Regions from separate parts of the Hordeum vulgare genome. Here region 1 is linked to region 2. A link is a contact called in public Hi-C data. All regions are on one chromosome and are shown on one strand. The core of a region is the stretch at or near the end of the contact, and the rest is flanking DNA. Distances in the headings are between cores, read along the strand shown.

Evidence for each region. A called contact is a pair of places that touch in the nucleus more often than the background predicts.
Region 1: a contact with region 2 is called in a Hi-C map of leaf, with 4 times the contacts expected there. The contact joins the enhancer-like site here to the promoter of LOC123426335 in region 2. A contact is called at or near these places in 2 of 6 Hi-C or Micro-C datasets (leaf and seedling).

The regions. Positions count from the first base shown.
Region 1 is chr2H:377,245,949-377,251,797 of MorexV3_pseudomolecules_assembly, forward strand. No RefSeq gene overlaps it. Among protein-coding and RNA genes, the nearest start is that of LOC123426341, 84 kb to the right of the region's middle. Within about 2 kb of position 3,818, at least 3 of the 3 cell types and tissues checked have open chromatin away from gene starts, as enhancers often do. A contact at or near this core is called in leaf and seedling, where this site is marked.
Region 2 is chr2H:376,258,257-376,263,744 of MorexV3_pseudomolecules_assembly, forward strand. LOC123426335 (glutamyl-tRNA(Gln) amidotransferase subunit B, chloroplastic/mitochondrial) reads left to right here and starts at 2,501. Exons shown (of 10, transcript XR_006622168.1): 1 at 2,501-2,620; 2 at 3,442-4,126; 3 at 4,738-4,947. LOC123426334 (nuclear receptor coactivator 6-like) reads left to right here. Exons shown (of 5, transcript XM_045110143.1): 4 at 1-148; 5 at 998-1,799. The coding sequence ends at 1,027.

The DNA.
Region 1 (5,849 bases), core at 2,568-5,067, 990 kb after region 2:
TGATGATCTCATCGGATGAACCACGATGTCGGGGATTCAATCAATCCCGTGTGTAATTCTCTTTGTCTACCGGTATGATACTTGCCCGAGATTCGATAGTCGGTATCCCTATACCTTGTTCAATCTCGTTGTCGGCAAGTCTCTTTACTAGTTCCGTAACACATCATCCCATGGCTAACTCCTTAGTCACATTGAGCTCATTATGATGATGGATTACCGAGTGGGCCCAAAGATACTTCTCCGTCACACGGAGTGACAAATCCCAGTCTTGATTCGTACAACCCAACATACACTTTCGGAGATACCTGTAGTGCACCTTTATAATCACCCAGTTATGTTGTGACATTTGATACACCCAAATCACTCCTACGGCATCCGGGAGTTGCACAATCTCATGGTCTAAGGAAATGATACTTGACATGAAAAAAGCTTTAGTAGACGAACAATATGATCTAGTGTTATGCTTAGGATTGGGTCTTGTCCGTTATCAAAGACATCCAATGTCCATGATTAGGAAACCATGATCATCTATTGATCAACGAGCGCCAACTAGAGGCTCACTAGGGACACATTGTGATCTATATATTCACACATGTATTACGGTTTCCGGTTAATACAATTATAGCATGAATAATAGACAATTATCATGAACTAGGAAATATAATAATAACCACTTTATTATTGCCTCTAGGGCGTATTTCCAACAGCGTCCTCCTCACGACATAAGAGAGCAGCGAGATGAATGTGGTGGCGGGGCGCGACTGAACGACGGCGGCACGGGGCGACACAGGCAGGCGAGGAGGAGGCGGCGAGGCTCCGGTGGCTGACAGAGATCACATCAATACTGTGTCCTCTTCCGGATGCAGAACTCACGAGAAGAGCTAGTCACGGTTACGCACATAGTTGACAAGTTTTAGTTAAGTTTACTTCAAGTTATCTAGAACCGGATGTTAAACAAAGTTTTCAAGTTGCCACATAAACGCGAGCACAGATTTCTGAAAGATATAACCCCGCAAGGGTGCTCCAACTAGTCCATCACAAGCTACCACACGCTGTGTCGAAAACCTCGACCACGGGAAAACCGTGATCTCCTCGGATTCCTGGTGGAAAACCTCAACCTCGAGATAGTCCAAAGTATCATCAGAAGCCCTTGCACAAGACGTTCGAGAAAGGTAAAACAAATACAGCAAGGCCGCCCGGCTTGTCGACGACCCCAATAGGAGCCGCGTAATTCATTCTCAGGACATGACAGATGAGCGGTATGTACGATGGCCGTATATAAATCCCCCAAGTTGCCCCGGGTGGCCCCGCAAGTGGCTCCATTTTGGACAAACACTCATGAGGAGTACTGGCCCGGGGGTTGATTAATTATCCACGGGGTCCGAAAAGTCCTTGTGCAATTTTATTAGGTTATTAGGCAAATCTAGTACCAATGTCGGGCCTTGCCACACGAGTTTTATCCAAAAATGAAAGTCAGATGGGTCCCCATAACAACCCCAAACATGTTAGGAGCGCTCAATATGGAACTTAACACCGGTAGCCGAAACTAAGGCATAAAAAATGGAACAAAACACCCAGCCAAAAGGCCAAGCCTTCCGCCTTTTACCAGGTATATAGCTGCATTAAATTAAATAGCAATATTATGGTGATATAGCAAGGAACCCATTTGTTTTAGATGGAAGAACCTCCACCTGCAACTAGCAACGCTATAAGAAGGTTGAGCAAGCCGTAACATAGCCAAACAATGGTTTGCTGGGTTGTGGAAAGGTTAGAGGCTTTTCATGTCAATGTTGGAAGGCTGACATTTAAGTGGTAGGCAGCAAGACACAACAAAAGAAATGAGTCAACTAGCATGGCAATGATAGTAATGGTATCTAGGAAAATGGTCATCTTGCCGGTGATCCCGCTTGGAAGAAGAACGAATCCCTGAAGCAGACGAATCAACGTAGTCGAACGAATCCTCACACTCCAGCACGTTTGCGGAACTCTAGCGAGAAGAAACGATCCAGAAACAAGAATCAACACACGATATTCACCAAAACATATGCATGACATGATGCACAAGCACATATGATGTGTGTTCGGTTTAATTATGCAATTCATGGCACATCACAACAATCGAATACTACACATTAAGTGAAGCTCAATATGCAATGAGTTGCATATTGAACTCATCAACTTTAAATGTTGTTTAAACAGGGAAGAGGTGAAACATAAACAAACTACACTATCTAGGCATTTTAAATGAGGTCGGAAACAACATATAGCATTTTCCGAAATGACCCCACATGCTAATTTTAAAATTGGTCTAGATCTGCACTAAGCACGTTTTATGTTTATTAAACAGCAAAAAAAAAAGTGGACCATGTGATTCTATACGTCATTCTAGTCGATTTACATATATAGATCATCTAATATGGAGCTAGGGTTTAAAAGATATGGGCAACATAAGAGGATATGACATGAATGCAAAATGTATGCAAATGACAGCCACGACATGTTAAAGCACAGATGCAACGATATATTATGAAACTACGTGAGATCCCATGCAAGTTTAAATGAGGCCGAAACAATGAACAACAATTCCAGAAAATCCCCATGTGCAAATTAAGAATCACTAATATTCTGCCTATAACACAATTTTACAGTTGTTAAACAGGAAAATAAATACTACCTTGTTGTCCTACACATTTTTCTAGCCAAGTTACATATGTGGAACATTTTAATCGGAGCTACAATTAATTAATTATGAGACAAACCGTTTAAACATGGCATTGGTGCAAATTAAATTAAAACAGCATGTTAAACATTTTAAACATGGTTGAAAGCTGGATATTATGAAACTACATAAAATTCTAAGCAACTTTCATGTATAAAGTTTTTAAATCCGATGCACGATTATTTTGCTATGAATTAAATCATGTTAATATGTCATCACACAAAACAATGCAAACAACACATTTAAATATTTTTAACACGCATGAAAGTGTAGTATTATTAATCTATGAGAAATTAGACACATTACTCATGTTGAAATCATTTTAATCCGATGTATGGTTAATTAGTTATCATCATTTTAAATCATGGCATTTTGCTGAAATTATGACATGTCATTGATAATTGATAAATTCGCACAACGTAAAAAACATTATCGGGCCGACTCTGCGATCAGGGCCAACAGTGGCATGGGCGATGTATAGTAATTGATGCGTCGGGCAGGGGATTGGGCTAAGGGGCGCTCACCTCGTGGGCTTTGGCCCATGGAGCAGCTCGACGAGGCCGGCTCGGGGGGAGGCGGAGCTCGGCCTCGTACGGAGCTGGGCTGAGGCGGGCGAATGGGCATGGTGAGGACCACGCGGGGTGAGGCGGCGGCTCGCTCTGGCCGGCCCACGCGGCCCACATGCGGGTCAACGCAGGGGCGAGTGGGATTGGGCGATGCACGCTGCGGTGGTCAGGGACGACGCCGACTCCGGCGAGCGGCGCGGTGATGGCACGGCGGACGGCGACGATCCGGAGATGGAGGGCACTCTGGCGACGTGATGTGGCCCGGAACGGGCGGATCTAGTCGGGGCGAGGCGGCAGCTTCACGAACGGCCAAAGCTCGAGGTGCGAAGCAGGGTCGGCATGGCGGCTGACGTGGCTCCGTCCGGCTGCCGGTGTGAAGGCGACAGCAGCGAGGTGCTTCGGCACGGAGCCCCGGTGCAACTGCGGCTCTCCTGCAAGTACCGGCCGCTACATCGACAGGGGATGGGGGCGCGCTAGAGAGAGCTTGGACAGGAGACTTTGCACGCGGCGGCGGCGGCTCAGGCCCCGGATGGGCTCGGGCGGGTCATCCTTGGGCCCGGTTGGGCCTGTTTCAAGGTGGGAGGAGGCTAGCGGCGGCTAAGGCTGGAGAGCGTGGGGATCGAGGGAAATTAGGGTTTAGACTAAAATCGGTAGGGAGGGTTCTATTTATAACAAATTGGTGTTAGGTTTGGCAGTTTATTTTCGTTTTCGAGCCCTTCAGTTGTGATGGAACGGCCCGGTCGTAGGGATAGGTTAGGGGGTTGTTGGTCCGTGTAGAAGGCCTTGGGATGAGATGAGAGGGAGTTAGTGCGGCCCGGCACAAGATTTTTAAAACACCGAATCTTTGATAAATAAACCGATGACGGTGTCGCTACGGTCAATCGTTTTGGTATCAAACGGACTCCGATTGCGATGATATTTGGCAGGCGGCCTACCTACACTAAAACAAGACTGCACGCCAAGTTTCAACCCAATCCGAGAATGTTTTATACACACTTTCAAAAATAATATTTTAACGATGCCGCGGGCGCGGACGTGTGTGGTTGATCTTGAAATGGTCAACGACAAAAACGGAGAGAACCACAACTAATAATGGATGCAAGTTTTTGAAAATGAAGGCAATGGAGTCCTCATACTATGCAGATTATGCGCATGATGCGATGATGAATGCGATAACCAAATAATCAATGGTGACAATGAAATTAAAGGGGAATCTTCTCGAGCGTCAATTCCAGAATGTTACACGGCCTCAACAGCATTCACGGCCTCGTGGAGCTTGTCGGCATACTCAGTGGCCAGCTTCTCGAGTGGAGCTTTGTGCTCCAGCTCCAAGACCTGAACCTGCTTGCCCAGCTCAACCCCAAGCTTATTAGCAAGGTCTTTCTCACGGGCTGCATGCTCTTCTTCGTGGCAGTCGAGGGATATCTTGCGTGCCTTCAGTTCTGCATCCTAGTTGTCGATGTCTTCATCGGCCTCCTTCCACATTTTCTCATCCTCGTCCTGCCGATTGATGAACTCCACCTTGGCCTATTTGAGCACGACCTGCTGGTCGCCGATCTCCTTACGGTTCATGGTGAACCATGTTTGCATTTCGGCATGGAGCGCCTGGAACCTGTCTTCGGTGGCCACGAGAACGGCTTCCCGGGGTCGAGCTTCTACGAACGGCTGACATAGTGTGCTGCCAGCTGTCGGACGCTCTTGCTCAAGGAAACCAGATGGCATGCTCCTTGGCCTCGTCGCTCACGCCGAACGAGTCGACTATCACATCTCTTCCGGGGGTGTCGATCGCCTCGCCCACGGCCACCTCCTCGGAGAAAGCCCTGAGGATGGCGTCACCGGGGAAGTTGACGAATTGCAGGTCGCTCACTCGCACGTAACCGGTTGGAGGTGGCTCCATTGTCGATGACGGACCAACGACATTCCCGCTAATGGCTCTAAGCAAGAAGGACATACCTTCCCCTGATGCTCAGGAAAGAGGGGATCCTCCAACGTCGGGTGCCGTATCCAGGGTCGGCCCCTCTAGGACTTGCTTGTCGTTGTCCCTAGGGTCGCGGCGCGCGCCGCCCTTCTCCACCATGATATTACTGGCTCCTCGGCTGCCTCCTTGGCGAGCCCCTCGACATCGACATCAGCGCCGAGGTCTTCCGATGGTGCCAGATCTTCAGACAAAGACAAGAAAAAATGGACTGGGAAGAAGTTAAAGAAGATAAAAAGAGAAGGAAGAAAACAATGCCGTCAAAATAAAACCAGCATTCCGACTGCACGGGAGCTTACAGATGGTCTCCTGTTGAGGAGGCACCTTGTCTCCTCCGGTGGGGTCTGTCGTCGTCACCTGCTCGTCGGAGGTCCATCTCGTCGACAAGTCCTCGACCAGGACGGTCTTGGTAATAGGGTCCCTCGTCGGGGAGATCCCTTGAGGGGTCGAGCCCTCGCAAGCCACCTCCGGGTGCTCCATCCCCATCGGCAACAGAATGGAGGAGGAGGCGCCGGCAGCATCACCTATGCCTTCCATCGGGTCCTGAGGAGGGGCCTCTTCTCGAGGACTGGGCAGGGAGTCAGGATCC
Region 2 (5,488 bases), core at 1,251-3,750:
CATGAGCAGAGATGCTTTCAAAATGATTGTTAGGAAAACAGTTGATAAGGTCTCTAGTTCGGTTCCTGGCAATCATATACCGAAAACACCAGCCAAGATTAGACAGTATGTCCAGTCTTCTCAAAGGAAAGTGACCAAACTAGTAATGGTATGTCTACACTGCCACCAGCATAGCATTATGTACTGAATTTGCTAATACTCTTTCTGGCCATATGTTTACAGTTCCCAATATTTACTATGTTGTGGTGATGTTACATGATTGTTTAAATATCTGAACACAATCATGGAAAATATGCCATCCATTTATAGTGTGAAAAGCAACATATTTTCTTGTCTTCATGCTCTTCTTAAACTATGATTTTGTAAATGGAGATGTCGAGAATTCTTTGGCGATTGGGTATGAATTTAGCATCATGTAATTTTAGTTTACACTGTTATATTTGGGAGGCTGGGATTCATCTTAAATTTTGAATAAGCTTAACAAATTAGATAAATCACAACCTGGAGGCAAGCAAATTTTATTTATTGAACCGTTTACATTGGATTGTTGGAATATTTAGACAAAAAGAAACAGTTGGCAAGCTAGAGTTTTTCAACAGTTTGCCGATGCTTTGTCTAATTGGCTGAGATGTTGAGTCTATTTAGGATGAATAAAGGCATTCTTGTGCACCTTTTGTTCTTCTAGCATTTTTATTTTGCTTGCTGGTTTTAGTTTAAGGTTTTGGTTACTTCACTTTCCAGATTGTGAAGGCTTCTTATGGGCGTGAAGCCTTGTAGTCTGTTAGTAAATTTGTTGTATCTATTAATATGTTTCAGCAGGAGGGAACTCCCTTACCTTTCTCTGAGAAAAAAGTGAACAAATTGGAAGAACAGCTATGCATGGGTGCACATAAATTCTGAAGTTCTACATATATAGAGTTTCACACACTCTTTACTTGTGTTCAGCATAATTATGTTTGGATATGCATGTACCAATCGATTTATTTCATTTCTTCAGGGTTATGTTGACAAGTATGTGAAGTTATAGCTGCATTAGACTGGGCCAATCAGAAGAGACTTCCTTTGCAGTTGTAGAAGTTGTGAAGAATACTGATTCAGGCGGCAAGCCGTGTATTGTTCTCTTGGAACATCTATTTGCATGAGAAAGTCCTTTACAAGAAGGTATTCTTGTAAGTACTGAGGGAACGACTGTATTAGAATCATGTGTTTAAACATCAGTTTCATATTCGGTTAAGTTGCTGCCTAGTCCTGTTCTGTTCGTTGTAAAGCACTTTGTTGATATTTCTTTCCCTTTCCACCCAACACTGTGTAAGTGATAGGCCTGATAGCAGGATGATGTATTTTTTCTTGCACTGGTTTCATGAACATGCTGCTGGTGCTATTGAGCAGCGTCTGCTTGTTATGTGTACTTTAGAACATCCAGTCTTGTATCTTTGTAGTGCAGTACTTAAGCGTGGACCAAGACGTCATGCTTACTTTCATCAGATGATCTTATATGTCCTTGCTGCTGATAGTCTACATTTAGTTGTGAAGATCAAGTACAAAAGGAACTGGTGGAGGAGCAATGAGAAGTGTTTTGGGGTCATGTTATTTCCTCAGGAGCTCAAGCCATGGGATCTGGTCGAATTCACTTGGAGAAAATTAGCCTGCAAAGGTTTTGCAGCATCAAGCCTTTATTTAGATAGATATAGGAAAAATAGCTCATTTGAATTTATTGGTCTGCGTGGGGTGTAACCTGAAGTTAATCTATATGTTGGATTGAGCCGTGCTTTCAAATATAAGAAGAGGATAATGGACTATCTGATTGAACCTTGGGAGATGTGATGATTTCCACCAAAGTTGGTGAGCCTTTTATATTAGCAACTAATCGTTTTAATTTTCCATCCCAATATACTTGTTTTTAAAGGGCAATAATATTGTTCCCTAACCGTTTCAAAAGTCTGTAGAGCATAATACGCTTCGTCCTAGTTTATTGGCCCCCTTTGTATTTTGTGTCAAATTTTGATCATAAACTTAACTAATAAAATGTCACTGCATGTCAAAAAAAATTATATCGTTGATTCATATTTGAATGATATTACTTCTGCTATGTATAACATATATTTTGTTAGTTAAAATCATGGTCAAAATATGATCCTAAGTAAGATGGGACTAATAAACCAGGTAGTACTCTGCAGAAAAAAGGTTTCAAAAGCTCCGGACGTCTCCAGTTTCTTTGCCACGTATCCTTTGCCCTTTCATGTCAACCATATTTGGAGTCTTTGCCAGTTTTGTTTTTGAGAAAGAACAAGTCTTTGGCAGTTTTTTCTTTTGAGGAGCCTAGAGCGAGGCAGCCAGGGATCTGTGGTCTCAGCTTCTCTCTCTCACTGGGCTGAGTTGGGCTGAGCAGGGAGAGAGAAATGAGTGGGCCAATGTGATCTAAGTCCGAGGCCATGGCCCCCGTTTTCCCGGGGCCCAGCTCTCCCCTGGTGATTGATGATTAGTCTGGGAATGAAAATCATCCTAACAAGCCCTCTCCACTGCCTCTCCTTTCTCCCTTCCGCTGGCGCGCCTTGCTCTGCACCTCCTCGCCGTCGATCTCTGTCTACCGGCGGACCTCCTCGCTGTCGCTGCTGCCGAGGTGCAGCTCCCGTCCCCTCACCTCCCCTCAGCCCATTCCTTCCCCTCCCCTCAGCCCACTCCTTCCCCTCCCCTCAGCCCACTCCTTCCCCTCCCCTAACAAAGGATTCACTCGTATGCCAACTTCGCAATGGCTCATTGGTTACTGACGTAGTTTTTTATTCAAGAAACTTCGTACTAGTAGTGATCTAAACGCTCTTATATTTGTTTACAGAGGGAGTAATAGCTAATTTCGTGAGTACTACTCCCTCCGTTCCAAAATATAAGACCTTTTAGGTATTTCACTAGGAGACTACATACGGAGCAAAATGAGTGAATCTATACTCTAAAATATGTCTATGTACATCCGTATGTAGTTTATAGTACAATCTCTAAAATGTCTTATATTTAGGAACGGAGGGAGTACTCAGCAAATGTTGCGACAATACTGCATTCGTACTAGGTTGAGTATGTCTGACTTTATGGTGGTTTTGTCTTTGGTAAAAAGTTCATAGATTAATTTCAGAGTTACCAGCACCCCAGCAATCAAGTCTGGTACTAATTTCAGAGTTACCAGCATTCCAGCAATCAAGTCTGGTACTAATTTCAGGGTTACCAGCATTCCAGAAACAGTAGGATTGATTATTCTGACTCATCTGGAGAGCAAGTGTAACTTGATTCATCTTTGGTGAGAATCGCCATGGGAGGATTGGGCCGATTTATCATTTGTGTAGCCACCTAAACGCAGCGAAAACAATGCCAGCTAAATTGTGAATTGGTTTCTCATGTTATCCTGAAATCTGTCTGTATTCAAGTTTTTCTTTGTTCTCTTTCATCTTGCAGGCTGTTTGTTGCCCACCCAGTAGATTGTGAATTGCAATAGACGAAACGCACATTGCCCACAATGGCTCTAACGCTCTTACGAGGGATCAGAACGCAAACCTTATTTGGAGCAAATGCAGGCCTGTTCTGTACCACTCGACGTCATCCGCTAGCCCACTTCACAACTAGGGTGGAGAGTGTGCAGACCAGTGAGCCCAAATCAGTGCGCAAATCAATTCAACAAGCCACCAAGGAGGCAGCGGAGCACAAGACACAAGGTTTTGAAGCGGTGATCGGCATTGAGACCCATGTCCAGCTCTCGACCATCACAAAGGCGTTTTGCTCCTGCCCATACGACTATGGATCCCAGCCAAACAGCACTGTTTGCCCCACCTGCATGGGCCACCCCGGGACATTGCCGGTTCTGAACGCAAAGGTTGTTGAATGTGCTGTCAAGCTAGGCCTCGCTCTCAACTGTGAGATTTCCATGACATCCAAGTTTGATCGAAAGCAGTACTTCTATCCAGACCTTCCCAAGGGATACCAGATTTCGCAGTTTGACATTCCGATTGCTGAGAAGGGTTACCTTGATTTGGATATTCCAATGGAGTTTGGTGGTGGTCACAGGCGATTTGGGGTCACGCGGGTTCACATGGAAGAAGATGCTGGCAAGCTGCTTCACTCTGAATCAGGGAGTTTTTCTCAGGTTTCCCTTGTTATTTCCTAACTATGTACTACCTGTTTTCTGTTATATTCTATTCTTCGATGCTCCATGATATGGCCCTGGAATCATGGAAAAGTTGACAATCAGCACAGTGCAACGGTACAATTTCTAAACCGCTGCATTCATAAATGCTAAAGATCAAGTAATACAGAGAATTGTGTTTCTTACACATTTGATGCTAGAGGGGGCATACAATAAGAGGAAACTATACTTTCTGTCATACAGAAGGTAAGTACCAATCTCATATACAACAGAAATTCAAATCCTACACATCATGGGGCAAGAGCAGCTTAACTGCACTTGATGTCAGATCACTGTTTAGATCTTGCCTTTCATCCAAGCAAAGAGGCCTTCTCAAATCTGATACAAGAACATGAGGTTTCGGCAATCTGCAACAAGGTGTCATTACATATGTGGTTATGTGAAAGCATCACGAGACCATGTGCTTGTGCACTAGCACTTGACAGAAAATCATAGATAGAAAGAAGTAATAAAATAGAGCAAATTCAGCATCAAACAATTATGTACTGGCTCGTTGTACTGATAGCTACAAATTTAAAGTGATTAAAGTGGTTGCTATTCTGGTTGGCTAGGTTGACCTAAATAGAGCCGGCGTCCCTTTGCTAGAGATTGTCTCAGAGCCAGATATGAGGACAGGCATAGAGGCTGCTGAGTATGGTGCTGAGATACAAAGGGTTGTTAGATACCTGGGAGTGGGCAATGGCAACATGCAGGAAGGTTCCCTCCGCTGTGATGTGAATGTATCTGTCCGGCCTATTGGACAATCAGAATTCGGTACAAAGGTAACCATCAAAACTTAAGACTTACCCAACTGTTTTTATTCTGTATTAATATATTCCATGCCGACAACATTTCCATCAGTGTTATAATCTGATGATTCGTCAATACACTTATGTCCGGAGCACATGCTAGGCTATTAAAGCCTAGATTTCTTGCAAAGTTATCAGTTTAAACAATAAAATCCCTTTACGATTTTCTATAAAACTGACATTTTATGTTATATAGGGAGAATGAGAAGTTTTTTGGTTAGCCATTTGGTGAGTGCATGAAATACCTCAATTTTTTAGAGGTTCGTTTCTTTGTACAGGAAAAAAAATCACGTATGCTTGTAAAAATTGTAGATATTTTCCCTTATTATCCTGAGTTATTTTTCTTTGCCTTCAAAACATCCTGTCTTGTCGTTGGTTGAATTTACCCTAGATGAAAATCCTTCATGCATGCTGCAATGAATGTCTGTTCGACCAAGCGCGCTCGTATTGTGCAGCGCTGGTCGAATTCATCCTTGATGAGTCTGAAATATGGAAACAGGCAGGGGCTGTTGTC